2 separate regions of the Sus scrofa genome follow, and region 1 is linked to region 2. The links are chromatin contacts, called in public HiChIP or PLAC-seq maps. All regions are on one chromosome and are shown on one strand. The core of a region is the stretch at or near the end of the contact, and the rest is flanking DNA. Distances in the headings are between cores, read along the strand shown.

Evidence for each region. HiChIP or PLAC-seq counts read pairs in DNA pulled down with a chosen protein or histone mark.
Region 1: an H3K27ac HiChIP or PLAC-seq map of alveolar macrophages shows a contact between it and region 2. The contact joins two enhancer-like sites. A contact is called at or near these places in 5 of 47 Hi-C or Micro-C datasets (blood, embryonic fibroblasts, fetal liver and 2 more) and 1 of 2 datasets of contacts at active chromatin or transcription factors (alveolar macrophages).

What each region holds. Positions count from the first base shown.
Region 1 is chr11:21,326,172-21,330,795 of Sscrofa11.1, reverse strand. ZC3H13 (zinc finger CCCH domain-containing protein 13) reads right to left here. Exons shown (of 19, transcript XM_021065602.1): 5 at 2,743-2,851. Among named protein-coding and RNA genes, the nearest start is that of ZC3H13, 30 kb to the right of the region's middle. Within about 2 kb of position 1,450, at least 9 of the 83 cell types and tissues checked have an H3K27ac peak or open chromatin away from gene starts, as enhancers often do. A contact at or near this core is called in alveolar macrophages, where this site is marked.
Region 2 is chr11:21,262,925-21,267,916 of Sscrofa11.1, reverse strand. CPB2 (carboxypeptidase B2) reads right to left here. Exons shown (of 11, transcript XM_001929146.4): 5 at 3,910-4,011; 6 at 1,274-1,378. Among named protein-coding and RNA genes, the nearest start is that of CPB2, 31 kb to the right of the region's middle. Within about 2 kb of position 2,901, at least 1 of the 83 cell types and tissues checked has an H3K27ac peak or open chromatin away from gene starts, as enhancers often do. A contact at or near this core is called in alveolar macrophages, where this site is marked.

The DNA.
Region 1 (4,624 bases), core at 201-2,700, 64 kb before region 2:
AGTGAAAAAGTGTGCTGAGACCAAAAAGTTTGAGAACTACTCATACAGACAAATTTTCTTCTGAGTCTAGCTAAACCGCTATTCACTTTAGATTCACGATGCAGAAGGTAAGTATATTAAATGAGTTCAGTCTCACAATCTGACCAACTTCATGCTTCGATATTCCTTTTGACAGAAACTTTTAATCCATAAAGATACACAATAATCAGAACTTATGCGTTTTAATCAAGAAAAAGCTAAGGAATAGCCATGTGAATATTTTATATGTAAAGCTACTATAAAAGACATTTACTCACCTTTTAAAAGAACTCTGCATATAAAAGGTTCTTGTAGTAAAATCACTTTAGGTTTTTAAAGATGATAGTCTAGAGCAAAGCCTTGGGTATCAGCATTTAATTTAAGGGACAGAGAGCATACAAGGAGCCTCTACATAGGGCCAAAGGGCTGGCACAGGAAGACAGAAAACCTGAAGGGTGACAGACGGACGCTAACGGGAAAGTGCTTCAAAAGAACAGAGGCCCTGGGAAATGTCACATGCTGCAGAGAGGTTACAGAATAAAAAGACAAGTTACGGCTCCATTTATTTAGCAAAAAGGAGATTACTGTGACCTTAAAGAGCAGTTTTCTTGAAGACATGACTCGGAGACTGAATAAATATGAGGTGAAAAAGCAGAATTTGGTTGTAAAGTGGGAACAAGCAGGGCGATGGCTCAAAATAATACGGGGAGAAGAGAAAATGTGCCAAGATGGATGTTAAGATGTAAAAGAGAAAGTAAAATAAGTGAACAAGACTGCAGAGGTGGGAGGAAATCAGGGGAATATAATCGCACGCCACAGGAGGAAGGCCTCTGAGCAAAGTCAAGTGTAGATGTGAATCAAGGACTAGCTCATAGGTGTGGTGGCAGGAAGCTGAAAGAGTCTGTGGATAGAGCTCCCTTATCTCTGTGTTACAAACAGCAAGCAAGAGAAAGGAGTTGGAAGACTGAAGGTGTAAGGAGAAAGGTTTGCAACGGCTACTAGGAAGAAAAGAAACAAACTGACTTAAGCTTTTCTGAACCTCTGAAATGTTCAACAAACTAGCATGCATTATTGAAATGAGAACAGGCAAGTTTCTATTTTTAAAAATAAGAAGCATCCAATGTATCTCAAACATTGGAAAGAATGTTTTTTATCCAAACATTAAACTAAATTAAAATGAAAAGAAAGAATGTTGGGTGTGTTAAAAGTTAATCCCTTAGTATTTAGGAAAAGTTAGCTATTTATCCTTGAACAGTTTGTAATATTTTATTTCAATATGTTAAATAATTTTAATTAACTACCATGGGATATTTTAGTTGCCTTTACTGCTGGGGTTTTTGTTTGTTTGTTTTTTGGTCTATTTAGGGCTGCATTGGTGGCATATGGAAGTTCCCAGGCTAGGGGTTGATGAGTCAGAGTCACAGCTGCTGGCCTACGCCAGAGCCACAGCAACACTGGATCAGAGCTGCAATCTACACCACAGCTCACAGCAACACCAGATCCTTAACCCACTGAATCCACATCCTCATGGATACTAGTCAGGTTCGTTAACCACTGATCCACGATAGGAACTCCCCTTTACTGCTCTTTTGTAGGAGGCATTACATTTACAAAATCCCAATGAACTCATCAATAGAGAAGTTTACTATTTGTTCTTAGAAGTAACTTTTTAACAGACAGTACTGTACAAAGATGGAATGGATTTCCTTAAAAAGTACTGATGCTCAAATTACTAAAGAGCCATTTAAGGTACTTTTCGAGTATTAGTCTATACGTTTTCAGAAGACATTTCTTAAAGACAGCAAATATTGTTAGGTGTGTAGTCTCCTGGCTGTCACAAGTACTCAACTCATGCATGAGTAGCTCAAAAGCAGCCACAGAAAATATGTAACCAAGTAAACAGGCATGGCTATTTGCCAATAAAACTTACTGCAAAAACAGATGGCTGGCTCACAAGTTCTAGTTTTCTAACACCTGGCCTAAGCTTTTGGCTTACTAATGAGGAAGTTGCTTACATTCTTAAACGCTTTAGTTTTGTCATCTATAAGCAAAGTAACAAAGCTACTGAATTAATGAGGAAATATATTAAAATGCCCAGTACACTCAACACATTCAACAAATTTGAGTTCCCCTTCTCTGTATTTGGCAGTGTGAGCCTATAATGCTCACTTCCAGAAGGTCAAAGAAGTAGAGATGAGAGAACATTCAAGGCGTGGAAAATAAATGCTCATCTGTTAAGACAATGACTCAAAGACGACTTTGCTTATTTTGAGACAAATCCCTCAATTATCACTGATTTGGATTTCTTCTAAAAGATGGAAGCCAACAATTTCCTAGAGATAATTTTCCTAGGTCCTTAAGGTTTAAAAAAATCTTGCTTTTAATATTTTATGCAAAGCAACAAATATACATTTAGGTTTTTTTAAACCTTGATACTAAAGAAATTAAAAATTTACAAATGTAATAAAATTCCAAAGGATTGTGATACTATACAATAAGTTCTAGAGGAAGAAAAGGATGGAAGTTGAAAAACACAGTGCAAATAGCTTTCTTTGCTTTTGTTCCACCATCTGCCATTTTCTGCCTTTTAACTCAATAAATAGATACAAGTCAACCAGGTGATTCAAACAGGTCACAGTGGAAAAGTGTTTTGAAGCCCACAGAAACTCTACAAAGTAAATAATCAATAAACTGACTATATAAACAAAGATTTTTGAAACTCACCATCTCTATTAGTTTCCCATTCTACATTTTCTTCTTCACTTTCTGGAGTTCTCTCCTTAGTGATTTTTATGTCTTCCTTTTCCCTATGTCTCCCTCTTGAAGATTCTTTCTAAAAAGTACATATATAAACACAGGTTATTATAGTTGTGAAACTACATGAGATAGTTACTATAATATGGAATATTTCTAACTTATCTTTGTTTCATTCAAGAATCAGTTTTGTAAATAATAATTTCCCTACTAAGTAGAGGAAATAAAGGTTCTACAGTAGCATCACAACGAGAAGACTGTACTCTATTTTACTTAAGAATGGGAACTTGGTAAATGTAAGAAGTAGCAAGATTTTAAAAGACACAGTGCAAATCTAACATTTTAATCAGCATTTGAGAGGATACTATATTCAGTTCCTATGTGAAAATGACGAGGTAAAGCTTAAAATGGAAAAAATACAACATAGGATTTGTAAGTGACTCTATTTTGAAATGACTAGAAAAAGGTTACAGCATTTACAGTAGATTCTCAAAAATAATTGCTGACCTCAGACTTGTCATACGCTAATGTTAGAGCATTTACCTACACCTAAAGATAAGTCCAAACTCATTTAATAATTTTACAAATGCTTTAAAAAGGGGGGTTTTCCCTATTTTGATTAAACAAAAAAGGCAACTAAAATAGTTAAGAAAGTTGTCCATATATTGCAGCAAAAATCCCAAAGTTTTGGGAGTTCCTTGGTGGCTCAGTGAGTTAAACATCCAGTGTGGCCACTACTGTGGCTCAGGTTCAATCCCTGTCCCAGGAACTCCACATGCCCCAGGTGCGGCCAAAAAAACAAAAGAAAACAGAAACAAAGTTTTACATTTTATTCCAGGTATAACAGGAGCCTATAGACAAAGCAGGACAATAGCAATTCGGCTTATAAAATTTAATTAAATATTCTATTACATAAGATAAGGACTCCAAACCACATGTAATTAAGCGGTAAGAAAATGAATGTCAAGGAACAGTTATCTTCCCACCACAGTGACTCACTTTTATTAGCACTCGAAATCCTGACTATGAGAGACATTGACACAAGGACATCAAGCGCTGAAAGTTTTTCTGGGCATTACCAAACATAAAGTTTGGCTGCTTAAAATACAAATTAATTTCTCTTTTAAGTCTTCTTTGTAAAGAACTCTAGTATATAATTCCCCCGAAATGTCACATATTTACTGTGAAGTCATGCTGTATTACTTGCTAAATGACACATATACAGTTGCTGGTAAAACAGGAGAGGCTGACAAGAAATCACTAAAAGGTTATATAATAGAACCAGCCAGAACAAAATAGTAAAAAGCAGAAAGAAAAGAAAAAGAGGAAGGGAGTGAGGGAGGAAGGAGGAAAGAAGGAAGGACGGGAAAGGAAGGGAAAGGAAAAGAAGAAAAAGAGTAAACCATCTCCTATTTGTACATAAGACAAAAGGAGAAAAGGAACAAAATCTACTTTTATTCTTAAAATGTGTCCTGAGGGAGTTCCCGCTGTGGCACCGTGGAGTAAGAATCCGACTGCAGTGGCTTGGGTCGCTATGGAAGCAGAGGTTTGATCCCCATCCCAATGCAGTGGGTTAAAGTATCTGGCATTGCTGCAGCTGCAGCATAGGTCACAGCTGTGGCTTGGGTTCAATCCCTGGCCTGGAAACTTCCATATGCCACAGATGCGAATACACACACACACACAATTATATATTAGTGTGGAACAATCAATGAGAACTATTCCATATCCCATGCAACTTTTGAATCTTCTGTGGATTAAATCCACTATAAATATACATCGGTATGTACTCTATCAAAAAATTTTTATAGAAAGTTCTCTCTAAATTACTGAATAATATATATTCTGTGGT
Region 2 (4,992 bases), core at 1,652-4,151:
ATAGAAAAGATACATGCACCCCAGTGTTCACTGAAGCACTATTTACAAAAGCCAAGACATGGAAGCAACCTATATGTCCATCAACAGAGGAATGGATAAAGAAGATGTGGTACATATAGGAGTTCCATCATGGCTCAGCGGAAACGAACCCGACTAGCATCCAGGAGGACGCAGGTTCGATCCCTGGCCTTGCTCAGTGGGTTAAGGATCCAGTGTTGCCATGAGCTGTGGTGTAGGTCACAGATGTGGCTTGGATCCAGCATTGCTGTGGCTGTGGTATAGGCCAGCGGCTACCTCTTGGATCCAACTCCTAGCCTGGGAACCTCCATATGCCACGAGTGTAGCCCCAAAGGAAAAAAAAAAATTGATGTGGTACATATATACAATTGAATACTACTCATCCATAAAAAGAATAAATTAATGCCATTTCAGGAACATGGATGGACCTAGAAATTATCATACTAAGTGAAGTTAGTCAGACAATGAAATATATATAATTGTCATATGATATCACTTATACATGGAGTCTAAAAAAAGGATACAAATGAACTTATTTGCAGAACTGAAAACAGACTCACAGACTCACAAACTTATGGTTACCAAAGGGGACAGGCAGTGGTGGTGGGGACGGACTGGGGGTTTGGGACTGGCAATGCACCCTGAGGCACACGGAATGACTGGCCAGTGGGGAGCTGCTGTAGAGAACTCATCTGAAAGAGGCTGGCTGTGGGTACATGTGTGAATGGGTCACTTTGTTGTTGTGTAGGAGAAAATATCCCCAGAAAAAGGTACAAAGGAGAGACCCCGGCCATGATGACTCAGCAAAGTCCACCCAACTGTCCCCAGCCACCCTCCCCACACACCTGCTTCTGTAAACTTGTCTCCGCCTCTACTACCTTGCCTGACCTCACTCCAGGTCCGACCAGCCAAGCATGGACCCGGAAGAGGTAGCCCATAAAAGCCTCGTGAAACCCTTCTTCGGGGCTCAGACTCCGGAGAGCCATCTCCTCTGAGCCCGCGGGCATGATAAACCTGAGGTCTCCACCTCTCTGAGTGCTCGCTTGGTTTCTCACTGGGGAAAAGAACGGATCCACTGCAGCCACAGAGCTGCTGGAGCTGGTACACAACAGCCACAGGGCTGTCACCAGAGCTGATATGCTCAGGGGCAGGGTTGCTGGGCAACGGCTGTAACAGTAGAACCGAAATGATCACAGCCTTGTAAATCAACTAAACTTCCAAAAAACTTTCAAAAAAAGAAAATGTGAATACTCACATGGCCTATGAACCACAAGCAGAAAGCAGGAGAGATCCATTCTCGGGCATGGATTCCACAGTCAATCCAGACGGCAGTTTTGGCCTTTTGTTCTTTTGTAGAAACCTGCCCAGAGAAACCCAAAAAGCAAGAACAAGAAGCTTCAGGATAATAACTTTCAAGTATATAGTGCTTCTATTTAAAATCCTGTTAGCCAGTCTGTGAAATATGCATCCTCCTCTGCATTCCTTTGCGAATTCTCCAGGGAAATTAAAAGAGGATGTGATTAAAAATCACTAGCTAAGGTCACACAGCTGGTCAGAGTTGGGACTGAGGTCTGAAGCCAGGACTTGATTTAAGGCTCTTTTTATTCCCCTACAGTTACCTGGTGATGCCAGAGCTGCGTGAGAAAGTACAGAAGTAGAGACCCAGGAGCTAGAGCTTCACACTCTAGTTAGAATTAATTGGCTACTATGTGTTGGGTGGGCAATTTCCTGAGGGAGGTTTGGAACAGCAAAAGGCTTGGGAGGGTGAAGCCAGCGGTGCTCCATATAAATTTGGACCCTCTCACCATTTTCCCAGGGTTTACACTTTTAATGTGTGGATTATTTCCTTACTTCACACACAAAAAAGCACACTTCTAGCATCACACAAATTTATGACCAACAAATCTGGGGACAGAGGACTTATTCTGATTTACAGCATGGAGGACAGTGTAAGCTGCCAACTTTCTGGAGTAAGAACTCCCAACCCTTCCCCAATGACAGCCTTTGATATCTTTAGACAAATTCTCAAAATCACCTCCAAACAAAATGAATCATAGTTTCACTTGCGTTTGTTTGTTTGTTTGTTTGCTTTCTTTTTTGTCTTCTTTTAGGGCCGTTTCCCTCGGCATATGGAAGTTTCCAGGCTAGCAGTCCAATCGGAGCTGTAGCCACTGGCCTACACCGCAGCCACAGAAACATGGGACCTGAGCCGGGTCTGCAACCTACACCACAGCTCACGGCAACGTCGGATCCTTAACCCACTGAGCAAGGCCAGGGATCGAACCCGCAACCTCATAGTTCCTAGTCGGATTCGTCAACCACTGCGCCACGATGGGAACTCCTAGTTTCACTTGTGTTTAAAAACTACTCATGGGGGTGGAGGGAGAGGGCGGAATAAAAAAAAAAAATAGCGACAATTTTAGAATTTGGAGGGAAGGGAGAAGAGAGTTGCAAAATCAAACAGATTTACGGGGTTGGAATTCCAAAACCAGAACAAAAGAGTGCTTGATTTTTAGGTTGCCACTGACATCACGCAGAAGTTTTTTCTTCACTAACCTGGAGCTAAGCGATACCCGACAAGAAGACATGTGAGAAAATCAAATGACGTTGACCTCAAGGGGTCAAACTGGACAGAGAGGAGAATTACCCAGCTGATTTAATCTATTCCATTTAAAAGAAAATCCTGAGTTGTCTGGACTAGTTGCCTTCCTCAACCTTTTGTCTAACTGTCTTGGTCACCCCAAGACATGTGGACACCTCACATGATGTCCACATTCTAGATTAAGTAAGATTGGGAGTGAAGCAAGCAGGAAACAGGGGTTTCCAACAGGTACATCTGGGTTCCAGACACACCAGTTCCGAAGAAAGTAAATGTCATACGTAGGCATGCCGTGACTACACCAAGCCAGCCTGGATGGCCCACTCAGCTGCCAGGAAGCTCCGATGTTTCCTACATCTGCCTTCAATTTGCACTGCAGGTTCTTGTCAGAACAGATTAAAACCCAGAAGTCCTGACTCAAAATCTTACCTTTGGATAATCGAACAGGCTCACCTATCAGCAATTTAGGCAACATCGGGAAAGTATGCATAAAGTAAATGCTACTATGTCGAATGCATTTTTCCAATGGTCACATTTTTCCAGAGCATCTTTAAAATGTATTTTATTTCACATTTAATTTTTTTTTAAGGGAAAGAGTGGTTAAAAAAAAAAAAACAAAAAACAGAAGTGCAGAATCAGCAATTGACAGGCAGAACTTAGTTTGGTTTCAGTATTCTTCCTGTGGCCAAATTCACTAACCAGACTAAGGCTAATTTATTTACCTGAAAATAAATAACCAAACAGAGGGTGACTGAAGCAGAAGCTATCATATCAGCATCTCTGCCAAGGATTCCCAGTGTCACCCCGATTCCTATCCTTTCGTGGGTTTCATTGTTCAGCTCTTTCTTTGGTTCCAAAAACTGGATCTATGTCAATATTTGTTCAATAACAGACTCCTCTCCTTTTTTTTTCTCCAAGTAAGTCAGTTAGAGGTGGTGGTGCACATAAAACAAGGGTTTGAAAAATAATCTAGACCACATCTCTCATTTTCTGAAAGTAGGCGCTGAAGCCCAGAAAGGTTAAGTGGCTTCACTGACACATAAGTAGACACAGAATTGATTCTAAAACTGAGGTTACTACGCTTAGACCTACACGGCATTAGTAAAGGGGGGAAAATTAAAGGTAGTAACAAGCTCTAAATAGCCGGGTATTAAAGTTGAGGGACACTGGTAATATACTTATTCCCAGAACTCAAAAAAAAAAAAAAAATCCAAGTAATAATAAGCCTTGCTGGAGAAGGAACACCCCCCCTCCCCAAAGTTGAAAGATCAATGCTTCTCCCCACAACATACCTTTAAAACATAAAGTGGGCGCTTCTCATATGAGGATCCAATGTGGATTTTTTCAATCATATCAGGATGCCGCTCAGTTATAACCTCTATCCAAGAATAGATCTATCCAAGCAGAAAACCAGCGGTCAGTCACAGAGCAAGTTCAAAGCATTTCCCTGACAAAAGAAGCGCCTTTTTCAGGGAAAGGCGATCCCTCTAAAACACTTGTACGTGGACAGAATGAGGAGCTGAAACACTTGGGGGCAGGGTGCTGGTGCTGCTGTTGAGAAAATCAATAAAGTTTTGAAACATGTCAAGGGTTAGAGAAAGCGTGAAAACGTTCTAAGAATCTTAGGACAAGGTAAGAAACGTTAATCTTTAAACCACGGTTCCTGAAAGCTCTTTTTAAAGGCTCCTCACGTTGATGTCCTGCTCTGCATATGAAATTCAAGAGCTTATTTTTATATGGGATTTTTTCTTTTTCTTTTTTTTTTTTTTTTTTTTTTTTTGAGGGCTGCACCCACAGCATATGGAAGTTTCTGGGCTGGTGTGGAATCAGAGCTGCAGCTGCCAGCCTACACCACAGCCACAGATCCAAGCTGCGTCCTCAACCTACGCCACAGCTCATGGCAATGCCGGATCCTTAACCCACTAAGCGAGGCCAGGGATCAAACCCATGTCCTCAGGGATCCGAGTCAGGTTCACTACCACTGAGCCACCATCGGAACTCCTATATGGGATTATGTTTTAATTCATTTCTCAAGAGGAAGCTAAAGAAGCACTGGGCACTGGCTTTGCACCAGCTAAATGGAGGTGTCACTATTTCCCACCGGAGAAGCTGGCACCCATGATAAGATCTCTGAAGGGATGAGGCAAAGGCGAGGACGATCTGGAGAAGAGACAATTCTCTTCCACCCCGGGAAGCGTCTGATTCCGGACCTCTCTCCTGGGTGGAAGTCCAGTGCTTTCTGATTCCGTCAAGAGTACCGTGGAAGGAAAAACAAATGCAAGATGCTGGGTCTGACTTTAGGCTAGCGTCCCCTTCAAAGCAGGCCGAATGATGGACCTGCTCGTGTCTTAACCCAGACCACATTCTCAGGAGCC